2 separate regions of the Ovis aries genome follow, and region 1 is linked to region 2. The links are chromatin contacts, called in public Hi-C maps. All regions are on one chromosome and are shown on one strand. Each heading gives the region's core, a stretch centred on a gene start, on an enhancer-like site or on the middle of the called end of the contact. The rest is flanking DNA. Distances are from core to core; before and after follow the strand shown. Region 1 overlaps ZMYND8 (zinc finger MYND-type containing 8). Region 2 overlaps ZMYND8 (zinc finger MYND-type containing 8).

Region 1 (5,353 bases), core at 840-3,339, 45 kb after region 2:
GGAATTTTTATTTCAATTAATATAAACTGAAACAGTCACAGAGTAGCTACCTAATCAGACAAGCCTCGATTTAGCAGCTCAACAGACAACAGACAAGGGAGGAAGTTCAGCAGGCAAGCAGGCCCCTTCAGAATCCTCCACCTGTGCCTAAGGGAAGAATCTGGTAGTAGCCTTCAGAGCAAAATGATTCGGGGGGCTAGAAATGTTTGTGGACTTGCCACCTTCAGCCTAGGTTGGAAATTTTTCAAACCTTCAGGATGTGTGAGAATGTCTGATCAGAGCGGATTACCAATTATTTCCTTTTCCTGGCCAATTTAGGGGACTTTTCGGGGTGATTTCTTTTTTCTTCACCATGCTTGCAGCTTGCAGGATCTTAGTTCCCTGACCTGGGATGGAACTTGTACCCTCGGGCAGTGAAACCATGAAGTCCTAACCACTTGACAGACTGCTAGGGAATTTCCCCAGGGAAGGTTCCACAAGAGGGGAGCCTGGGTCCCTGAGGACATGGAGAAGACAGGTCCTGGGGAGAGCAGCCTGGAAAGATGGACAAACCTATGACCCGGCGAGGAGCAGGAGGGAGCCGGTAGGCACTCAGGTCGGACAGGCTGAATAGAAGGGGCAGGTTCTGCAGGGACACTGACCAGAGCCCCAGAAAGCACAGATGGAGTAGGGCCTTGAATCTCAACTCAGGGCTGGGGTCATCTTCAGGAGCCACCAGCAACCCAAAGCAGGCAAGCAAGACAATCGCACTTGTGTTTGGAAAAGGGGCTGTTACAAGTGGGCTTAATACCTGGGGAAGGAAAGAAATCAAAGGGAAGGGGGCCATTTCAAAAAGCCCCATATCCCTGGGGGGGGAAAGACAGACAAGCCACCGATCACTTCAGAGAGAGAAGAAATTTGAGCTTAGGTAATTATTTCCAGGCAGAGAAGATGCTGGAAACAAAGCCATCCACTCTAGCTGAAAGGGTGCTTTTACTTCCTTCTCCAGGAGTTCTATCCACCTGGTAGGCAAAGTCAAGTCACGCTCATTCATTCAAGAGATATATTTATTGTGCTCCAACTGGAACAGGAACAAGTGGTGGTACAACGGGCACTGGGGAAAGCAAGCTACACGAAAACAAAAGGCAGGACCCAGCCCCACCTGGAGCCTGAGCATCCAGGGGAGGTAGGATGTTAGGAGGAAAAAAGAGAGCGGAGGACCTTCCTTCGGAGGATCTGAAAAGATCAGTGTGGTGGGAGTAGAGAGAAAGGGGCACACAGAGGCAGGAGGCTGGAAAAGCGGGCAAGGCTCACACACAAGGGTTTTAGGATTTTGCTCTTCATCCTAATACCAAGAAGTGAGCCCTTAAGACTTCAAAGCAGAAGGTGGTAGCTGAAAGAGAGGTTCCTTTTAGAAAGATCAGGAGGGTAGGGCAGCTAAGAGATGGGAGCCCAGTTAAAATAAAGGGACTTTTCTGGTGGTCCAGTGAGTGGCTAAGACGCCCCACTTCCAATGCATGAGGTGCAAGCTTGAGGGAACTAAGATCCCACATGCTGCTGGGTGAAGCCAAAAAAAAAGACTAGTATAGTTCACTGGTGATAACCTGAAGAAGAGTGATAGGTACAATGTATTATTGTAAGAAAGCAACAAAAAAAGGGCAAAAGGATAGAAGAATCGAGGCTCAGTCCCATATCCCTGGCCTAGCCAACTGGCAGAGTCCTGGCTTATTCACCATGGGGGAGAAGCAGGTATTTTGTTAGGGGAGCAGGAGGGAAGGCAGACAGTGAAATCAGTTTGGGACATGTTGAGTTTGAGATGCCCAGGACCAACAGGTCGGGCAGTCAGGTAGGCAGCTAGCCGTCTGCATCATAACTCAAGAAACATCTAGGCTGGAAGTAAGATATTCCTGAGTCATAAAGCCACAGATGTGGGCGAGATCACCCAGGGAAAGAACGTGCTGGGCAAGATGAGGAACCAAGCTCTCAGCGATGCCAACACTTAGCAGTGGGGAGAAGAGGAGGAGCCGGGGAAATTAGAGGAAAAGCACAAGAAGAGGCAGGTTCTAGGGGAATGATCAGCAGTGTCCACTGCCTCTGCTAGATCAGGGCACCAAGTGCTGACACCGCCCACTGGAGTCTACAGGAAGCCCGGCGGGAACTGCTAACAGGCAGCCTCTCGGTGGATGCCACCACGGAGCTGGCAGAACACAGCAGGAAGTAAGGAAACCAAGAGCTAAATACTGACGCTCCTTTTACCAAATTTGGCTATGGAGAGGCCCGAAAAAGGAGAAACACTAATAGGAAAGACGCAAGGTCAAGAAAGGAAATGTGGAAAAGACCTGCGCGTGTTCAAAAATCTGTACATTCCTCAAAAGGCTAAATACAGAGCTACCCTATGACCCCATAACCACACTCCGAGGTCCACATCCAAGAGAAATGAAAACATACACCCACATAAAAACTGGCCCACGAATGTCTACGGCACTGTTCTTCATGACAGCCAAAAAAAAAAAAAGAAACAACTCAAGTCCATCAACAGATAAATGGATAAATAAAACAAAATGTGACAATGGAATAATGCGATGGAACATTATTCAGACATAAAAAGGAATCGAGGAGTGGTGTGAGGGGACTTCCCTGGTGGTTCAGTGGCTGAGACTCTATGCGCCCAACACAAGGGGCCGGGGTACAATCCCTGGGTCAGGGAACCAGGTCCCACATGCTGCACCTAAGAAGTTGACGTGCCACAAAGTTGCTTGCCACAACTAAGACTCAGCACAGCCTTAAAATAAGCAAATAATTTTTTTTTAAGTGATATGTGCTACAACATGACTGACTAAGCATAAGAACATTAATCTACAAGGAAGAAGTCAGACATGAACGTTCACATACTAAATGAGTCCATCTATACGAAATGATCCAGGTAAGCAAATCCAGAGAGGAAGAAAGCAGGCTCGTGGTCACCACGGGCTGGGATAACTGGGCAATGAATGGGGTGTTACTGCTAAAGGGTTAGGGAGTTTTTACTGGGGTGATGAAAATGTTCCAAAATAAGACTGTGGTGATTCACTGAACGAAGCTTCCCTGGTAGCTCAGTGGTAAAAGAATCCACCTGCCAATGCAGGAAATGAGGGTCTGATCCCTGGGTCGGGAAGGTCCCCTGGAGTAGGAAATGGCAATGCACTCCAGTATTCCTGCCTGGGAAATCCCATGGACAGAGGAGCCTTGCGGGCCACAGTCCACTGGGTTGCAAAAGAGTTGGACACGACTGAAAGAATAAACAACGAGATGATCACTGAACAATTCTGTGACTGGATTAAAAACCATGTTGCTGGGAATTCCCTGGTGGTCCAGTGGTTAGGAAACGGTGTTTTCAGCACCAAAGGCACTGGTTCGATCCCTGGTCGGAGAACTAAGATCCCACACACTGCACAAATCGGCCAAACATAATAATAATACTTAAAAAATAAAAACCTTGTTACTGTTCCCTTTGAAATGCTCGATCTCTGGGTTCCAGGAAAGCTGAAGGTAAGACAGAATTGGGCAGGGGGGGGCACTCCCACTCACCCCAACTCTGAGATGTGGGCTTGCCAAGCTTGCTCCCCTCAAGTTAATCATCAAGGGGCCTCCACCAATGGAGCAAAGTGAAATAACTACTCTTTGAAACTTTCAAGCAAAAAAAAAAAAAAGCGCCAGGATCTCTAAAAGGCCTCAGACCTAGAATGTTAACTCCAGAGGCACTGGGAGAAGGAAAAAGGAGAGATGGTTCTTTTGAAACTAAGGTTGAAAATGGTTCATTGTCGATCACAGTCTTCTGGAACAACAGCAGTCACATAAACATGTAACGTAGGTCAGGCTTCAAAACTGGGGCAAACGCAGGGTTTTCCACGAGTGAACCATGAAGATAAATCGCACAGAAGGTGCTGACAGGATTCCACGGGCAGACTGCACCGAGGCTCTGCAGGCCAAGAGAAGGTAGAAGGTTTCTCATTCAGAAAGCCATATCCAAAAATTCTCAAGAGTTGCAGGAATATTTTAGACCTTGTTGGGAGAGGAACAATCTGGTAGTTATCTAACTCGCAAATCAATTCCTTCCACTGCACAGTATATGGATGACACTTCTCGGGCTGGAGGAAATGTGAAGAGCCAAAATTGAGTTAAAAATACTGATGCTCATTTTTGAGAAGAAATATTCTCAGCACTTCAGCCTCGCACTGTGATTTAATGGGTGTTTACGGTTATAGTTTCTTAAAGTTTCCTTGGGGAAAAAAAAAAAAAAAGAATGATACAAGGTCTCTGTCTGAGAGCCGTCCTCATAAACAGTCCCTTTGTGAAACAAGCTTAATTTACATACAACAGTGAGAACGAGGATCCTGTACTAATTAAGGTCGGGCTGGTTAGCAAATTGCTGTAATTGTATATTCTCCAGCTTCCTGTCTTGGAAAACATATTCATACCGAGGCAAATCTCAGCAAGAATGGTACTGTTCGAGATTTTAATATCTTGGGCTTCCGTTGCATCTGTGCAGGGTTTCCAAGTGGCTCGTTCCCTTGCGCGGGTGACATTACACAGACATTTTTTAAAAATGGTTTCAGCTTTGGCAGCCTGGCATCCGCACACCACAATCATTACTGCAAAATGTACACATCCCAGGATCAAGACACAGGCAGCCCAAACAGGAGAGCCTTTGTATGGAGCCGTGAGCGCCTAGCGTCCATCACTTTTCAGACTTTAAGTTCCTATCCTTGGAGGAGCCACACTCCTACGTCGTGTGGCTAAAATCCTACACTGAACTGTGCTGTGTCCAGTCTCCTGCAGAGAATGCAAACCCACAACTCTCCCACCACTTGTGACCCGGAGATGTGTTCTGTTGGGTTCATGCATGGTCTTTCAGAAACTGGGCTACATGGATCACGATTCTAAATCAGGCATTTTTACAGGAGGCGGGCGGGGAGGGGAATAAAATCCCAGCTGGTGACACCAAGTGAGACATATTCCTGTTCCTGCTTTGTTCAGCAATCAGAGGGAGGCACCCTACCCCTTTAGGACAGATGGTCTCCCACCCACCAAAGGCCCTGAAACCCTGGATACCAGCTACATTCACTGGTCCACCTGCTGGCCCCTGAGGACATCTCACCCAGGATCCTGGGGGCTCATGACCAAGGACAAAGGTTTAAGATCAAAGATAAAACCTAACCTCTCTTCTCTACTTGGCCACTTCATTAACCTCTCTGAGCTTCAGTTTCCTGGACTATAAAAAGGGAATAACAACACACCTGTAACACAGCATTATTAAGAGAATCAAACGAAGTAATTTACATCTAATACTTGACACCTAGTGAGTACTCAGGAAAACAGCAGCTAGGCAAACACA
Region 2 (5,123 bases), core at 2,225-4,724:
TCAGCAATACGTGAACCGTGAACCTCCAGATGTTCAAGCTGGTTTTAGAAAAGGCAGAGGAACCAGAGATCAAATTGCCAACATCTGCTGGATCATGGAAAAAGCAAGAGAGTTCCAGAAAAACATCTATTTCTGCTTTATTAACTATGCCAAAGCCTCTGACTATGTGGATCACAATAAACTAGAAAATTCTGAAAGAGATCGGAATATCAGACCACCTGACCTGCCTCTTGAGAAACCTATATGCAAGTCAGGAAGCAACAGTTAGAACTGGACATGGAACAACAGGCTGGTTCCAAATAGGAAAAGGAGTACGTCAAGGCTATATATTGTCACCCTGCTTATTTAACTTATATGCAGAGCACATCATGAGAAACACTGGACTGGAAGAAACACAAGCTGGAATCAAGATTGCCAGGAGAAATATCAATAACCTCAGATAACCTCAGATATAAAAAGTTCAGGCAACAGTAATTCATGAGATTGCTGCCCATTAAAATACTTTCTCAGGCAGCAGGATTTTAATAGGAACTCAGAGGCTGAGGAGATTGTGTGATTATACACCATATGTTGTTAACTTGGCTTAAATGAAATCATGTCATGGAATAAAAGGAAGCCTTTAAGGACTCTGGTCAGAAACAAGGGGACAAAGGGCAAGTTTTTTTTCTGAAGCTATGTCAACAGAAATTATGTCATCCCAGAACAAAGCTCCTAAACTCAACCTTGAATCCGTCAACCACGTGGCTGGATCAGAACTGAAGAAGAGACTGCAGCCTTCACTCTGAAGAATCAAAAGCTGTTGGTGATTAACTCTGTTCCACCTAGAGCCATTCAGAGAGCAGCTATAAGCAGTACTTGAAAATGAGCAGCCACCCAGAAAGAAGCCACAGCGTGAACCAAAATGAGTGGACATCTTTTGAATTCATCATTGACTAAGGCTTCATCATTTATCTTCTGGGGATATTGACGTTCTCTTAACTGATGCCTGCTCCTCTTTTTTTTTTTTTTTTTGCGGCGGGGGAGGGGGGTGCCGTGCAGCTTGTGGAATCTTAGTTCCCCAACAAGGGACTGAACCCAGGCCCCAGCAGTGAGACCTTGCAGTCCTGGACCACCAGGAAATCCCCAATGCCTGCTCCCTAAAGAGTTCTATGTGAAGGAAAGAAGGGAAAGAGTTAAGGAGGGAGGTAGGGAGAGGGGGTAGGGAAAGGCTATCCAAGGGTAATGCTCTGGCCAGAAGTCTAAATACTGGTGGTCCAACCTGTGGATGTGCTATATTCATTCTGGCAAATACCTTAACACAGTTTGAGCTGAACTTTCATTACTGGAGAATCTACATAAAAAGGCAGATTCTGCATTTCTCTATAAGAATGTTAAAACGTGGAAACCCTAAGTCCACATTTCTGGGCAGCAACCATGGGCTGAAACCCTTGAGAATGGGGCATGTGCCCTGAGGTTCACTGATAGTCTCCTCAGCCCAGAGCCTGCAGGCTGCCTGCGTTCATCATCACGTTTATGTAAAGCTTTTTTTTTTTAGCTATGCCTCTCAAAGAACAAAAGCGAGCAAACAGTAAAGGCCATGTTTCAAGAAAAATGACAGTAAACCCATTTCCTTGAGGAAACCATAAAGTTCTCACAGGTTTTATTTTTTTTAATATTTATTTATTTAGCTGCACCAGGTCTCAGTTGCGGCGTTTGGGATCTAGTTCCCTGACCAGGGATCAAACCTGGGTCCCCTGCATTGGGAGCTCAGAGTCCCAGCCACTGGACCACCTGGGAAGCCCCCTCATAGGTTTTTAACATGCAACTGAATTATGTCTAGATAAAAAAGAATTCAATTTAAGTCATCCTTGCTTTTGTTATACTCAGCCAGCACCCCTCCTTTGCAACACCTCTCCGGATCCATATCAGCATGGGATGAGTGACTACCAGACTAAATAACAGAGCAGCCAACATTTTTGTAGCACTTATTATCTTAGGTACTATCTAAACCCCTTATGTGTATCGGTTCATTAATCCTCACAAGAAACACTGAGGCAGGGCCTATCATCATGGCTGTGTTACAGGAGGGGAAACCAAGGCATGGGAGGGTCAGGCGCCTTGCCTAAAGCCACAGAGCTAGTAAATGACAGAGATGGGACCTGATCTGAGACCAGCACCCTCCTCCTCCACCTCTGCTTCAGCAGCCAGGCTGCAAGATGCAACGTGACTGGTAGACTGAGCAGGGCGCGGGGAGGAGTGGGCTGGGACCATTCAAGAAGTGGGAGCACTCTGCTCTCTCTGGGGAGAGAAGATTCTTGTTTCCCTTACATGTTTCTCTAATATTTGAGCCTTCAGTAATGCGAGTATCTGGTTTTGATCGAAAAATACTGTTTCCATTCAAATGAAATTCTTGAGAAAGAAAAAAAACGATTGCAGGAAGTTGTGATTCATCTCCAAGGCATTTGAACTGAACTCTGAAGGATTTCTGGCCACCTCTGCCCACTTCTAGGAATGACCTCCAGCTGGCCTTTGGGGAACGCTTTTCTCATTTGTGGGGCCATGCTGCAGTCCACGGGGTCGCAAAGAGGCAGACACGACGTAGCGACTGAACGACGCCAGCAAGAATCCCAATGGGTTTACTCACTTAGAGTTGAAAATCGGCTCCACTGGGATGAGATCCCCCCACCCAGCTCCCTCTGACTGTGATGCTCACCAGGTAGGCAGGGCCAGACAGGTGTCCCCCAGATGAGAACCCCTGTGTCGCAGGGACCCCCTGCACCCTCTCTCCCCGGGGCTGACCTGTGCTCTTGTCCAGGAAGTCCATGGACTCTTCACTGGCGCTGAAGTGGCTGGACGTGGCCTTCTTCTCAGCGTCCTGCTCCACATCAGAGCCCGTGTGCACGGAGGAGTTTGTACTCATGGGGGAGCGAGGCATGTCGGACAAGGAGATCCTGCGGCCTGCGCCCCCGCTCAGCATCGGCTTGCTCATCAGGATCTTGGGCGATGCCGTCATGTCAAAGCTGAGCTTGACCTTCTCCTGCTTGTCCATCTTGGCGGCACCAGCACCGGGGTTGGAGGGGTCGAGCAGCATTTGGTACTGGCTGTTGGGCGTGTAGGGTGTCCTGAATGGAGAGTAATTAAAAACTCCGAACTTCCGGCGGATGTTCTCCACGTAAACCTCCATCTCTTGCATTGCACTGTTGAAGATGCTTTTAGTCTTTTTCACAGAAAAAGGAATTTCTTTAGACATGAGGTAGCAATTATTTATTGGAACCCAGGCCCTGGGAGCACAAAAGAGAAAGGGAGTTTAAATCAGCCTTGGTCGTTTCCAAGATTTTTAAATCTTTTTTTTTTTTTTTTTTTTCAAATTTGATTGTGCAAGAACACTTAAGTTGAGATCTGCCCTCTTAACAAATGTACTCTCTTAACAAGTGTATCATACATTACTGCTGTGTCAACGGAAAAACAGCACAGCCTAAAAGTTGAGAATTATGTTTTATTTGGCAGACAAAATTGAGGACTTTAGCCCTGGACGCAGACTCTCAGATCACGCTGAGAGACTGCTCCAAAGAAGCAAGGGAGGAGTCAGGATACACAGGAGTTTTTTTGCAACAAAGACCAGGTAGCCAGAACTTCAAAAGATTCCTATTAAAGAAAAACCAGACAGCTTGTGTTAAGGAATTCAGCATTTTTCTCAGTCTAGGGAGATGCAACAGTCTGGGTTCACTGAAATCTTTCCTCTGACATGCACCTTAGCTATCTGGGGCTTTCTCAGCCTGAGTCCCCTCAGGGTGCACCACTGGGGGGTGGCTGCAGCAGCTGAGCACTTGGCAGCTGGGTACCCATTTGTCTCCATCCTAAGCTCCCTCAGGGTTCATCATCTGGGTGTCTGTACTGGCTTGATGGCAGTACCGTCCTCTGTCTACTGATAGAGCAGGCAACATTTTTCAACAGCTAGCTGTAGGTATATGCCAGCTCTCTAAAGCTTATTCAGGCTGTTTACTGAAACTTTCTATCTGTTAATCAGTAGTCACCCTTTTTCCCCAGTCCCCAGCCCCTGGCAACCACCACTCTACTCGGTGATTTTATGAACCTATCTCAGATACCTCCTACAATTGGAATCATGCAGTATTCGTGGAAAGGGCTTATTCCACGTTGCCCAAAGTCCTTCTGGTACAGCTGCGATGCTTCATCTTTCTTAAGGCAGAACAGTATCCACTGTGTGCAGAGACCACATTTACTCCATCCATTCATCTCTCGATGGCCACCTAGGTTGTTTCCAGAATGGTGTTTTTTCTTTTTTTCCTTAACGCAAACCAAATTATCCTGGTGGAATTACCAAGATTCTTAAACACATATTCCATTTTTTAAAAATGACTTGGTTTGAATGGTTAATTAACAATCCACTTAACGGGTACGTTCTGTCACAAGGACGGAATGTGAACAAGACACTCAGCTACATTTTAAAAGGCTCAATAGCTTAGTCGGTTTAATCCATTAAAAAAATAATAAATTCCCTCTGCCTCTGCGTTGGTAGAGAGTAAGAAAACAGTCTGGATCCTAGACCACACCTCCGAGAAGATAATTATTGCCCAAATCTCACTCTCATGTACTCAGACATAAAGAGGTTTCTTTTCTCTTTTAAAACTGCGATTCTCCATGGGACTAGAAGGAAAGGTTAGAAAACCACAACCCTAAAAAGCGTTCTGAATGTGAGATAATTCACATGGATAAAAATGGGAAAACAGCCTATTAGCTTTGAGGTATGAGCTCTTCAACTCTTGATTCAGGCTAGTTCTGTCTTCCTACCATCAGCCCTCACATCCTAGTGTGCTCTGCAGAAATCCACTAGAACGTGAGCTGCTTTTCTGGAATCAGCCACCCAAGTGAAGGCAGGCAGGAGATGGAAACAAAACCACCATGCTCTGGGGAAGGCAAGAGTAGATATAAGAGCATTCGGGGTGTGCCTTTGCGATACCTCATGCCCCTAGCCTCAACCCAGCGGGTAGATGGGAATCTGGTAGGAATCTGCGTTTCCAAGGAGACCTCAGGGATTTCACAGACCATAAACTCAAGTCAGGTACAAAGCCATGGGGAGCAACACTTAGTGGGGACAGTGGGTGGGAAACTCACACCCGGTCTAA

Evidence for each region. A called contact is a pair of places that touch in the nucleus more often than the background predicts.
Region 1: a Hi-C map of mixed tissues shows a contact between it and region 2, with 1.6 times the contacts expected there. The contact joins two enhancer-like sites. A contact is called at or near these places in 3 of 16 Hi-C or Micro-C datasets (liver, mixed tissues and tail adipose tissue).

Annotation. Positions count from the first base shown.
Region 1 is chr13:75,868,407-75,873,759 of ARS-UI_Ramb_v3.0, forward strand. The region is part of intron 2 of ZMYND8 (zinc finger MYND-type containing 8); the gene reads right to left. Among named protein-coding and RNA genes, the nearest start is that of ZMYND8, 18 kb to the right of the region's middle. Within about 2 kb of position 2,090, at least 8 of the 54 cell types and tissues checked have an H3K27ac peak or open chromatin away from gene starts, as enhancers often do.
Region 2 is chr13:75,821,552-75,826,674 of ARS-UI_Ramb_v3.0, forward strand. It overlaps ZMYND8 (zinc finger MYND-type containing 8), which reads right to left. Exons shown (of 23, transcript XM_060397086.1): 12 at 2,779-3,260. Among named protein-coding and RNA genes, the nearest start is that of ZMYND8, 65 kb to the right of the region's middle. Within about 2 kb of position 3,475, at least 4 of the 54 cell types and tissues checked have an H3K27ac peak or open chromatin away from gene starts, as enhancers often do.